4 separate regions of the Mus musculus genome follow, and all the other regions are linked to region 1. A link is a contact called in public Hi-C data. All regions are on one chromosome and are shown on one strand. The core of a region is the stretch at or near the end of the contact, and the rest is flanking DNA. Distances in the headings are between cores, read along the strand shown.

Region 1 (3,225 bases), core at 396-2,895:
GCATTACTCTGCACATTCCCTGTGGAGTGAGTAACAGGGGCAGGGGCTGTGGGTGATCTCTTTGTGTCTATTTCTCTGCTGAATGCACCCTTTAAAACATCAGGCGCTTTCATAGTCCTATGTAGCAGGAGTTCCTTATGTCGCTCCAGCTTGGGATCTGCCTCCTTCCACAGGCACATGTGTGAGGCACAGCTACCTCCTCTAATCCAGTTCCCTGATGAATGTCCTCTCTTCAGTCCTGCCTCTCTTATTCTTTCTCTTGAGCACAAGCAGTCAGTAATCTCTATTTGTTTTTATCAGACATGAAATCTCTTTAGAATATTACCCACTGGAGTGTGTCACATATTGGCTGTCCATCAATAAAAAGTGTAGATTGGTCCAGGGATCCACAATGGATGCTGAAATCTTCAGATGTTTAAGTCTCTCATATTAATTAGCATAGTACTCAGGTGTAACTCCTATGCACACTTTCCTGAAGATTTGAAATCATCTCTTGATTACCTATGCTATCTACTGAAATGAAACACTCTACAATTAGTTGCTATATTGTAACTAATTTAAAGAATATGATAGGAGAGTGTGCACTTTCAGTACAAAAATTTTCCTAAATATTTTCGGCATATGATTGGTTGAATCTAGGAATGTGGAACATCTAAAAATGGAGGACTAACTACAATTATTTGCTAGCTAGGTTAATGTCTCTTTTTCCTTTAGAATGTAAATTGCATAAAATAAGAAACTTAACTCTAGTATTCTCTCTTCTCCAAGCCTAGGACATGGGACACTGGAGAGCTCAATGAGTAAATATAAGAAGATACTCATTCAAAGATCCAACAAGTCCATGGAATTTAGGCTGCTCTATATACCTCGGATTTGGGTAGTATAGCCTCGTGTAGATTAGTCCAACAATCCTGTGGAGATATTTTTACCACAGTCATCTCTGGGTCAGAATTTGATTTGCCTCCTAGGTGTCAGTAAGATGTGAAACATTAGTCTACAAAAATCAGGGAGTTTGGAAACAGCTTTATCAGGCTTGACTCTCATGGAAGTTCTTTGTACAAAACAGAGACACAGTTCTTAGTACATCTCTTTGGAGACTGTATTACCATCAGAGGTCCTGGATGCTAGAAAATGGGACCTATACCCCTTTCCTTCGAGGCAAAGGACACTGCTATTTCTTAGCACTAAAGGCCATTGTATTGGTCAATTCATTTCTTTATTAAAATATCCGAGACTGGATAACAAGTGTAGTATACACCATAAAAATATATTATTTGACATTTTGGAGGTTGGAAAGTCAAAGTGAAAGTTCCACTGGGTTCTTTGTCTGCCAATAACCCAATCTCTGCTTCCAATTTGGCTACTTCCTAGATTCTCTTGTACATTCTCCAGTGGGAATGGATGTCTCCTCATATGACAAAAGAAACAAATGGGCAAAGAGTATAGATAATTCCCTCCAGTCATTTTAAGAAGGTGCTAAACTCATCACTGAGTGTAGGGCCTTCATTGCCTAATCCCTGCCTAAAGCTCCACCCCCAGTACTGATGGACTAGAGATTCAGTTGCAACATAACTACCACAGAGGACACACATATTCAGACCATGGCACCTCGGGTGCTGCCTTAGTCATTCTGAAAGTGAAGTGTTTTTCTGAGGAAGTTGGGAGTAGTTTCCAGGGTACACCCTACATGTCACTTGGCCTAAACTGTAGAAGCAATGAAACTGGCACAGAACTTCCGGAGGAGGGCCAAAAGTCAGCCAGACAGAAGAGCCACTTCCAATGTAATAAGCATGGATGGAGCAATAAAATAGCTTGCAATAGCCTTTCTGAGCACCATCTGTTTTCACACTGTATGGAACAGGGCAGGGAGGTATTCAGGCAGTGTCTATGCTTAAGTGTGTCAGCCTTGGCTTTATCACTTGACTCACTGCCTTCTGAAAGTTTACTCACACTGAACCCAGAGAAGCATTCTGTCAAGTAAATAGGACAAGTATGGTCTCAAATCATCTGAATATCTTCGTGTAGTAAGTAGAACTCCAAAGATAAGTACTTATATACATAGTATTTACAAGTATGAACAAGGGAAGTATTCCCCTTCTTGCTTTCCACGTTTCCCAGTCATCATCAGTGTATTTACTCCTTGCCACAATCTTCCACCTACCTTCTTCCATCTCAACCTCTGTACCACAGAGGGTGGAGCACCTTGATTAAATTTCCCAAAAGAAATCCAGAAACTCTTAAATGCTACTTTCCTTATATCTTTCTCTGCTCAAGACCCAGCAAAAAAACCATACCATCCTGAGGCCCAGAGGCCGTGGCAGAAAAGTTAAAGTCAAATGCAGGTTAATATCAAAAGGAGTGGCAGAAACAAGAACTGTAATGCGAATGGCGTCATTTCATCTGTCTTCACAAAAATACCTCTTTCCTCATGGCTACTGAGAGGCAGGAGTAACAGAGAGTAACATAGTGACAGCTGTGCCCCCATATCTTCATTCAAACCAGACATTCTTCTTTCTCATGACTGTAGGGGCCAGACAGTTCAGAGACACCACAAGAAAACCCACCGAAGCAACTAACCAGAGTTCATAGGGTCTCAATCAGGGGCCCTGCAAGGGTCTGACCTAGGTCATATTCATATATGTTATGGTTGTGTAGCTTGGTGTGCTATTGGACTCCTGATAATGGAAGCAGAGGCTGTCTATGTCTCTTGACCTTGCTTTTGTGACCCTTTCCTCCCACTGGGTTGCCTCATTCAGCCTTAATACGAGGGGAGGTGCCTAGTCTTATTGTAACTTGATATGCCATGTTAGGTTGATATTTAGGCAAGGCCTGCTCTTTTCTGGGGGGAAGCAGAGGAGGAGTGGATCTGGGGGAGAGAGGAAGCTGGGAGGAGATGAAGGAGGGCAAACTGTGGTCAGGATTTAATATACAAGCAAAGAATAAAAATTTTAAAATATACATGTAAAAAAAAAACAGAAAATGCTTCTCCCTTGCAAAGTTGACTGCATATATACCCAATTCTCTTTGAGACTCTCTAAATGTCCCCTCCCATTTATGTATTTTAGTAATGAAACCCAAACTTTAAAACCCAGCTCTATGATTTGTAACCTGAGAGACTCACTTTAGCTGACTTAGCCTGTTTCTTACACGTAAAATAAGAATGAAGAATAAAGGACACAGTGCTATAGACCATGCTCTGGGAAAACAGCACATTTAATATGGAAG
Region 2 (3,225 bases), core at 498-2,997, 690 kb before region 1:
TCTATAGGCAGAGAGAGAGAGAGACTCTGGGCTTTAAAATCACACAGCCCACTCCCAGTGATATACCTCCTCCAGTCTTTTTGTGGGTCACATCCCCTAATCCTTTCAAATAGTTCTGGGGACCAAGCATTCAAATCTGTGAGCCTATGGGAGGCCATTCTCATTCAAACCATCACAAAGTCCATTATGTCAGTACCCATTCATGCACACTCATGTATGCACACATATATACATAGACATGCCTGCATATATGTACACATCTATGTATATTTGTGTATTCCTATTTTGTTATTGCAGTGTTGAGATATAATTGCTGTCCTCCTTCTCCGGTAGGGCATGTGGTTTATTAACTTTTCTGTCATTGCTGTTAGGTTGGCCCTGAGCCTGAGGAGGAGTGAGTCCAGTGGTAGAATATGTTCTTGTTAGGAGAAGCCTTCGAGTGAGGTGTTGGAAGCTAGGAAGGTAGAAGGATGGATTGAATCCTCACTCCTCCACTGCTTACCTGGTGTTTGGTATGAGTAATGCAAATAATCTGTGCCACAGTGTACCTGAGCGGTGAGGGTGAGGTGAAGGAGGACATTAAGTGCTTGGTATAGACTATTGTTTTGCAGCTCACTGCTCTGGACTTAGAGCTTCTGAACTCAGGTAAAATGGGCGACAGGAGCTAAGCCATTGTTCACTGAAAATCTGACTGTGCAGCCTAGGCTGCCTCTTGTTCCACATGCAGAATTTGCCTGTTAGTTGTGAATGGCCTGGAGTTGCTCGTCTAGCCTGGTTGTTTTCTTCCTTAGATGCTGATGCTCAGTCTCTTGTGTACATCCCACAGCGCTAGGGTCATGAGGGAGCATCAGGAGTATGCAGCTGATGTCTTTCGTCTTGCCTTTGTGTGCTTTGCTTCTTACTTATAAACAGCTGTTGTAGACGCTATCCTCTGAGGGTAGCAACACATTCATCAGAACAGCTGTGCTAAGTGCAGTGGCCCTTGGAGATCAGTGACATTGAACAGCTGTGCTAAGTGCAGTGGCCCTTGGAGATCAGTGACATTGAACAGCTGTGCTAAGTGCAGTGGCCCTTGGAGATCAGTGACATTGAACAGCTGTGCTAAGTGCAGTGGCCCTTGGAGATCAGTGACATTGAATGTTGATGTTCTCTTACAGAAACGGGCACAGAGAGGGTCGTTGGACCCTCACCTGGTCACAGTTACTGTCTCCTGTACTCTGCAGCTAGCTGTGTATAACTCAGCCCTAACTACACATATCTTTGAGATCTTTGGGGATGCTAGAGTGTGTAGATTGTGTGTGTGTATGTGTGTACGGGGTGTTGACCAAAATGCTTGGAACTCCATCTGTTTAGCTAGTTGTCATTGGTTCTGAGGTGAGACTTTTCTCCTTTGGGGTAACCCCTCTCTCACCTGTGTTAGATAAAGAAGTCCAATAGACTCATTGGTTCTCCAGGTTAGTCTCTGACTGACATGCACTTTGCTCTGTCATTGGACCCCTGTAAGGAATGGGTAAGCATTTGTCTGCGTCTCCCCAGGGAATGTCACACAGCACTTTTCTACTTTCATGGTGAGGAATGTGATTGCACCTTCTTTCCGAGCACTGATCTCACTTCTAGCAATGTGGAAGAAGCTCTGGGGAGACCAACCTTGGGGCAGAAAGCTGCTGGCTTGATCTTGTAGTCACTTCCTTGTGTTTTTACTTAATTCCCAAGTCCCCTCTAGTTGTTAGGAATCACTTCCTCTACTGTGTAGAGTCTCGTGTCTAAGTCTCTGTTGTGCAATACTTTGTCTGTGGCTATGGCATGAGTGAGGGTTGGCAGATTGCATCCCATGGCCTTATCACAGCCCATTGCTCTTCACTGGCTGCTGGCGGGTCAGCAGTGTTAGTGATGAAGCTCTTGGACACTTGTACATCTTCTGAAGGAGTGTGGCAGAGGTGGACTATGGCCCAGGTAGGGACAGGAGACAGTACTTCTGTATTACTGTGGCAGCCATTCTGAAAGCTGCATGAGTTAATAATATCTGCACATTGCTCCTAGAGAAGTATAACATCCTGATGCAAGGAGTGTGGCTTAGTAAACGTCACAAGAGATATACTGTCTTGCTTCTCATTAGTTCTCACATTTTCTTAGAAGATCTTAGGGTCTCATTTCTACTTTTGCCCTTGTTGGTATTTGTAATTCTTTCCATTGAGATAAGTTGTTTTTGAAAACAGGTCCTCACTCTGTAGCCCAGGTTGGCCTAAATTCATAGTACTCCTCTGGCCTCGGCATCCTAAAATCTGGGACTGTAGGTTGAAGCCACCTTGCCCAGTTCAATTGAAGAACTCTCTTTGTTTGTTTGTTTGTTTGTTTGGTTGGTTTTTAACTTTTCTTCTTCTCTCATACATTACATCCAGATATCAATTTTCCCTGCCTCCACCCTTCCTCCCCACTATCCCCACCCCCGCCCAGCCTACCCTCTCTATAGATCAACTGCTCTTTTGTTTCCCTTAAAAATATTGGGCCTCCCAGGGATAACCGCCCATGTGGCCTAACAAGATACAGTAAGTCTGGGGACTAATAACCGAGGTACTCTTAAAGGTACGTAACTTGTTGCTGCTTCTGAAGTGGGAGGCTTTGGCCTGTGCATGCTAGCAAGGGGACTTCAGATACAAGGAAGACTGTCCCTTGCTGCAAGGAGCACTCTGCTTTCTGTGGATGAACAGATCACCAGTAGGAGGAGAAGGCTAGCGGGTCAACACCCTGCCCTCCCCAGCCAGCGTGAGCCGCTGTGGAGTGTGACTGTGAGGTTGAGGATGTTCGGGACAAGAAAGGGGGAGGGGGAAATGACCATTCAAACTGCGAATACTTTGATTTCATGCCTGAGCACTTGTTCCTGAAGTGGGCGACTGTATTGCCTCTGCAGTGAAGAGGACTTCTTTGAAAACCTCCAGCTTTTGAGATTGTGTGATATTTGTCTTTTGAGCCTGATGTAATTTATTTCTGTCCTGTGGCTGAGGATACCACACAGGGACAAATCTTCTGTTCATGTAGACACTGTTGACCTGATAATGAAGGTGTTAGCTCTAAAATACTTCACATCTGCAGGGAAGGTTGTTTTTAAGCTGTTCTATTGATTTGTGATGTGCATAAGGTATAATTTATTCTTTTACAACGTGAAGTTTAGTAGAATTTAGTCTACACACGATTATGTAGCCATCAGCAACTTTAGAAAAAGCATCT
Region 3 (3,225 bases), core at 390-2,889, 600 kb before region 1:
AAGAACATGTGCTCAGGTTGAGACTCTGAAGGTGCTGAGGGCTGTGAGCCGAAGGCCAAGAGCTGCCAAGAGGGAAGAAGTACTCACTGCAGGCTTCCAGTGGACCACCCCTTTTCTGTGGTCTTTCTGTAGGACAAGGCAGCTAACTCCTCATAGTTTTCTCTTGGCCAATGTTGGGTGCTGAGGATACAATATAGATTGTGCCCAGTCCAGAGGACTATGCTGTTGGTCCTGCTCTCTGTTGTATGATCGTGAGGGATGACTGAGGGCATGGAGTCTTTCGGTGTACTCTTATTAAAGAGATAATAAAATGAGATCCAGCCCAAGAAACTGATAAGAGACTAGGGGAGAGGCTGTGTGGTGGTCCAACCACCTGCTGCCCTTTTGGCTCAGTTTTGGGTTGGAGTAATTAATTACCTGAAGCTCATGTCCACCAGAAGCACAGGAACCTGGGTGTGGCCTTATCCTCTGCTTGGCCATCCATGGCTGTGTTAAGTGTAGTACCTTGCAGACAGCTTTCCATCTTTCCTGAGCCCCACACTCCCTGAGACTTGGGTGCTAAGATCCTTCAGATGCTGTGGGGAGTGATGGCTAGGGTAAATAAACACTGATGCTTATCTGCACACCAAGTATTGCTGTTCTCCCCAGATGCTATAAGTCTGCTTAGAGAACTTAGAGGTGGACTGTAACACAAAACCAATTTGGGGTCATAAAGGCCTGGGGAGTGACGCAGGCTGCATCTTCCTTGAGGGTCTGTGAGCAAGAGCAATATCTGAGACTTTCTTGAAAGTTGGGAAGGAGAGGATTTAAGCTTGTGGGGATGGATTTTATATAGACAGTGGAGAGGAAGCTGAAGAAGGGTGAGAAGGAAGGAGAGGTGAGGAATATGGAACGAGTGGAGTGATTGGAAGATCCCAGATGACATGACATATCAAAATATCCATCCATGCTGCAGAGCGGACCATGAGATGAAGGTGAAGAAAGAGACAGGGTCTCCACAGGAAGCTGCTCTCCAGCAGCAATAGATCTGCCAAGGATAGGTCACTAGCATCATTCTGGAACATCTGAGGTGAGCAGAAGTACTGAACATAGGACCTGATGTTGTGAATAATTTATGCAGTCCCATGGATTAAGGTTTTCTATTAGACTCTCTGTGCTGCTAATAATTTAGCTGACAGACATGTTAGATGCAGCATTGGGAGACATAGAATATCCATCTCAGGGGGTAATGACACTGTGAAAGCCATATTATTTCTGCGACAGAGAACAATTTTAAGCCTGTGCTAATAGATTAAACTGCTGGAGTGATCATTTTGAACAAAGAGAATGGTTAGAGCTGTACAAGCTAACCTTTGTCTGCCTCGGATGGCTAAAGAGCAATAATTCTACCCTATCAATCTGGGGCATGTGATATCGTTAGTCACTGCCACGCTCGCCAGCTGAGGAAGAACGAGCTCTAGGTTCCACTCATGCACACCGGGTCCAGCGTTTGCTCTTTGTGAGCTGCTTGACCTTAGTTGAGTCACTGGACCCTAGGGGCTTCACGATGCCATTTGTGAAGAGGGAACAGGTAGTATGTATGAGGAACTGGAGTGAGGCTTGAGGGAGTGTTCAGTAACCACAGCAGGAAACAGCTGTTGACTTCTGTGGGAGCAGGGTAGGCAGTGCATGCCTACAGAAATGGCAGAAAAGCAGAATGAGCAGGTCACACTTAGAATGCTTGAGGAGCGCACATATCCCAAAGGCTCATAAGCCCCTCTGTAAAGCAGCTCCTTGCCTCTGGCTCATCCTCACTGTGGAGCTCCTAAGTATGTGGAGAAGGTGGACTTGGGGAGCACCAAGTTAGCTTGACCTGCTTAACCTAACACGTGCTTATGCTAGGACTTCAGTGAAATGCACAGCTAGCATCGTCTGTCACCTTTCCTGATGATCCATTGTGATGTTCCATGCATAAGAATCAATAGACAGACGAATGTAGTACAGGTTTTGGTGACAAGACCAACCTGGGGCTAGATATTAAAGACAAAAAACAAATGGGAAAAGGGTTCTCTTAAATGGACTTCAGCACCTAGAAAAGGTAGCAGACAAAATAGAAATGTTCAGCAGGATGGTAAGAGAGCGAGCGTAGATGGGCGGAGGCCTGGACTTCTCAGAAATGTCTGCCTTGCTTTATGAAATAAAGGCTTGGTCTGTGTGTGAGCTGCTAAGGCACTTAGATCTGAAGAGCTCATTGCAAACATCGCTTTAAACCTCATCTGCCCTTCCCTGCAGCCTTCACCCTGCCATACTGAGTACAGCCGGGTATATCACATGAGCTCATTGTGGCTCTCTCCTTCTGCTCACCACATGGTACCACCACACTTACCTGGCATGCACTGTAGTTTGTGGACATGTTTCCTGAGGACCTCAATGTTTATCACCCACCCTCCTTCCTTCCTCCTCATAGTTTGCTATCAGGTGAGGGAGGAGGTTTGCAGCATCCTATTCTCCCGTTAGGTACTGTCTTTCAACGAAAGAAATTAATATTTACCTCCACAGCCTTGGTTTTGGTGCATTTTTGCAGATAAATGAAATGGAAATAAATAGTAAAAGGAAATAAATGTCTTGGGTTGTCTTGGTTTATACATACAGAAATGGCTAGATAAGTTAGCAGTTTTCTCTCAGAATAGCTTTACAGCTACTGAATTCTCTCTGTCATAATCTTCTTTTAGCATCTAACATCAAGATGCCCAGATTGCACCCACAGCTGTCTCCCCCTCTAATCTCTCCCCCCACAGTCTCTATGAGCTGAACCTTCCCTACTTAGTCTTTCTAAGGTAGGTATGCTGGTCCTTCTTTTACTTTGGGCAAGCCAAAGATTGTAGAGCATCTTGCCCAGGCTTCCTGGAAGTGCTGGAACTGACATTCATACCTGCTCAGTGCATCCCAGAGAATGTCACCCTTGTCACTCAGGCCCTGAAAGGATAGCTACTCCAAATCTCCTAGGGACCAGTGGACTGTCCACCAGCCCCTTATCTGTTTTTCAGCCCATCCCTTTGTTTTACAATCTATGTTCTTAGTTCTTCCTAAATTTGTCTCCTATTCCTCTTCTCTGGTTAAAGATGATTTTATTATTACAAATTGCCAACAGCCCAGAGCTGATTGATAGTCAGGGACATGATACGTTGGCATTGGTAGGAATTTGGACTCTGCAGTCTCCAAGCAATCAAAGTCCTGGCTATTGAA
Region 4 (3,225 bases), core at 309-2,808, 580 kb before region 1:
CTTCCAAGTAGCTCACGTCTTCTTTGTTTACAAAGAAAATACAAGAAGTGAAGTTGGACTCTGCTTTTAGGCCATGCTAACTACCCTCTGCTAAGTTATGTTGGTGAGCACCCTTCCTCTGCCTCTTCCACAGGACCCCTGAGCTCTGCCTGATGTTCGGCTATGGGTCTCTGCATCACCTCCTCCCATCAGCTGCCGGAGGAAATCTCTCTGTTGATGACTGGGGTAGGCACTGATCTATGACTATAGCAGAATATCGTTAAGAATCATTTCATTGATTATTATTTTTTTGTCAGTTGTGTTTGGTTCTACTTTAGGTCAATACTGGGCCATACACGTTGTAGTTCCTGGCCATCAGGCAGTGTCAGGATGAGCTCCCTCTTGTGGCTTAGGTCTCCAGTTAAACCAAACATTGGTTGGCCACCCCTTAAGCACTAAGCCACCATTGCCCTAGCACATCATGCAGGCAGGACAGGCTGTGTGGGTCAAAGGTTTTGTGGCTGGGTTGTTGTCTTGGTCCCACCACTGGAAGCCTTATCTGATTACAGAAGATGGCAAGTTCATGCTCCCTTTCTTTTATTACTGGGAGTCCTTGCCAAGTTCACTCTCATAGGTTGGAGGAAGAGTCCACTGTACTAGGTTTCTGTATTACCTCCTAAGTTTACTCCCGTTCTCTCTCTGTCCCCTCTCTCTGTTCTCTCTCTCTCTGTTCTCTCTCTGTGTCTCTGTGTCTCTGTGTCTCTCTCTCTCCCTCCCTCCCTCCCTCCCTCCCTCTTCCTCTCCCCCCCCCCAAGCATGACCCCCTTCTGTTCCCATCCACATCTGTCCCAATCCACCCCCCAAATCTATTCTATTTCCCCTTCCCAGGAAAGTCCATGTCTCTCCCTTAAATCTCTTCCTGTTACTTAGCCTCTCTAGGTCTGTGGATTGCAGTGTGATTGTCCTTTACTTAACAGCCAATATCCACCTATAAGTGAATATATATCATGTTTGTCTTTCTGAGTCTGGATTGCCTCATTGTGATAATCTTTTTCTAGTTGCAATCTATTTGCCTGAAAATTTCATGATATCATTTTTTTCCTAACAGCTGAGTAATATTCCATTGGGTAAATGTATCATTTGTTTTAATCCATTCTTTGGTTGAGGTATATCTAGGAACTTTCCAGTTGCTGACTATTATGAAAGCTGCTACAAACATAGTTGAGCATGCTTTCTATTGTAACTGTGTCCATTCTCTGTCATGATCATGTATGCATTCTGTTGTGATTGTGCGTGCTTTTGGCTATGATCATACATACTTTCTATCGTTTTCATGCCCCATACATGCTTTCCATTTTAAGTTTGCTTGCTCTCTGCTGTGATCCTGCAAGCTTCCTGTTGTGACCATGCGTGCCTCCTACTGTGACCCTGCATGCTTTCTACTGTGGTTGTTAGGGCTTTCTATTGTGACTATGCACTCTTTCTATTGTAACTGCACATGCTTCCTATTGTGATCCTGTATGCTTTTTATTATAACCCAAGTTCAGTCCCAGTTCCTGTTTAGTCATCAGTTTTCTGCTTAATGTGCATCCTGAAGCTGAACTTCAGCAACTGCCATGGAGCTCTGACTCCTGTGGTTCATGATGCTCTAGTTCCTAAGATGAGGCCCTGATCCCTAAAATCTGGGTGTGCCTTCAAACTGCTACAATATGCTTCAACCCTAACAGAGTGACTTTGCTCAATGCATGTTTGTTGAATGAATAAATTACACTAATTAGAATATCACAATTTGGAGAATTGCCATTGTACAGCATGAACCTTTTTCCACTCAATGTTCCTTAGACATTGGCTTCTATTTGACTTAAGCCCACATTTTTCCAGATCCTTTGGCACTAACATTTAATCATAATAATTTAAACTCAGCTTTAAACTGAGATCATTGTATTCATTTCTAGCTATTAGTTCCCTTAGTGCTTGTGACCACCTTTTCAGGCTGCTCTGCCCCTGGCCTTTGATCTAAGCTTGTATACAAGAAAGCTAAGGGCCTACTGTACCATCCATGACTTCATTACTTACAGGACACAAGGAACAGATGACCCAGCATACGTGTAGAAGAACAGGCATGCTCGACACTGCTCAGTGTGTAGAACATGCCAGTTTTCCTGGGTCAATAACAGTTCTACACTATTTTTCCCTGGGATAATTATTACCAGGATTTTCTTCATTCTCAGAAGTGCCTTGTTTTAGGTGATAAATTGTTCCATCATCTATTCCTAATAAAATATACCAGGATGTTGTCCTTACAGGAACATACCTTCTAACACCCAGTGGCTCTAGGTAACAATATTTCTTAAAGGCCTCCCCAGCCCTGCTGCAAGGTCTGTGAACGTTCCCTGAGCTTGTAAAGATATTCAAATTGTGACAAATTACTGGGATGGGGAGATGTTTTCCCAACCTAATTCTGAGCACAGATGTATAATCCTTGCACATCACTGGTCTCTGGCTCCTTATGCCAGTCTCCACAGACATTTCCCACAGCACCAGGCTGTAAGCAGTCAATAAGTCTGCGTCGATCAGAGCCTTGTTACAATTGTACCTATTGGTTGCTGAGACCCTAACACTTGATACTTGGCACAATTCATTGATTCAGCCCCTCAGTTAAGCAATCAATAGAGGTCTCCAGTTGTCCTTCCCTAATGTTTGTGGTTGTTGGCTCTTTGAATGGTAGCTACAATGAGATCAAGGGCCAAGGCTCTGATAAGAGATCACAGTTACCTGCAGCTGAAAGTTTGCTTCTGGTAGGTAGACATGGAGTCACTTCTCCTGGGTCAATCCTGGAGTAAAAAATGATTAGAAACTCTGGATTAAATATTATAGTAAAAGAAAAGTAAGCTTTGCATAGGAATAAAATAGGTAGAACCGAGAGTCTAGAATCCTGGGGGTGGAAAAAAATCAGCTCTGAGCATCTTTGGAACCTACAGCTTTGCCCTTAAGGTCAGGTTCCAATCTCGAGTCTCAGGTTGGTAAATATTTAAAGAGATACTCCAAGTATCTCTTACTAGCTAAGAGATTAAGATGACTGAATTGGAACAATTACCATATCTCTAAGTGATGGGCAAAATCTTACAAATGAGAGACATAAAAGAAGCCAGCACAAGTTCTGGGCATAAATTCTTTCTACATCTCTGGCATAGGGATGTAATCTTAGGGCAAATTACAAATTGTTCAGATAAAATGATAGGAAAC

Evidence for each region. A called contact is a pair of places that touch in the nucleus more often than the background predicts.
Region 2: a Hi-C map of bone marrow-derived macrophages shows a contact between it and region 1, with 12 read pairs. The contact joins two enhancer-like sites. A contact is called at or near these places in 1 of 484 Hi-C or Micro-C datasets (bone marrow-derived macrophages) and 1 of 115 datasets of contacts at active chromatin or transcription factors (embryonic fibroblasts).
Region 3: a contact with region 1 is called in a Hi-C map of bone marrow-derived macrophages, with 18 read pairs. The contact joins two enhancer-like sites. A contact is called at or near these places in 2 of 484 Hi-C or Micro-C datasets (bone marrow-derived macrophages and nephron progenitors) and 1 of 115 datasets of contacts at active chromatin or transcription factors (fibro-adipogenic progenitors).
Region 4: a Hi-C map of bone marrow-derived macrophages shows a contact between it and region 1, with 15 read pairs. The contact joins two enhancer-like sites.

Annotation. Positions count from the first base shown.
Region 1 is chr15:67,480,306-67,483,530 of GRCm38.p6, reverse strand. No RefSeq gene overlaps it. Among named protein-coding and RNA genes, the nearest start is that of 1700012I11Rik, 260 kb to the right of the region's middle. Within about 2 kb of position 1,645, at least 42 of the 459 cell types and tissues checked have an H3K27ac peak or open chromatin away from gene starts, as enhancers often do. A contact at or near this core is called in bone marrow-derived macrophages, where this site is marked.
Region 2 is chr15:68,174,388-68,177,612 of GRCm38.p6, reverse strand. The region is part of intron 7 of Zfat (zinc finger and AT hook domain containing); the gene reads left to right. Among named protein-coding and RNA genes, the nearest start is that of Zfat, 83 kb to the left of the region's middle. Within about 2 kb of position 1,747, at least 16 of the 459 cell types and tissues checked have an H3K27ac peak or open chromatin away from gene starts, as enhancers often do. A contact at or near this core is called in bone marrow-derived macrophages, where this site is marked.
Region 3 is chr15:68,085,050-68,088,274 of GRCm38.p6, reverse strand. All of the region lies in intron 15 of Zfat (zinc finger and AT hook domain containing), which reads left to right. Among named protein-coding and RNA genes, the nearest start is that of Zfat, 170 kb to the left of the region's middle. Within about 2 kb of position 1,639, at least 28 of the 459 cell types and tissues checked have an H3K27ac peak or open chromatin away from gene starts, as enhancers often do. A contact at or near this core is called in bone marrow-derived macrophages, where this site is marked.
Region 4 is chr15:68,057,109-68,060,333 of GRCm38.p6, reverse strand. No RefSeq gene overlaps it. Among named protein-coding and RNA genes, the nearest start is that of Zfat, 200 kb to the left of the region's middle. Within about 2 kb of position 1,558, at least 2 of the 459 cell types and tissues checked have an H3K27ac peak or open chromatin away from gene starts, as enhancers often do. A contact at or near this core is called in bone marrow-derived macrophages, where this site is marked.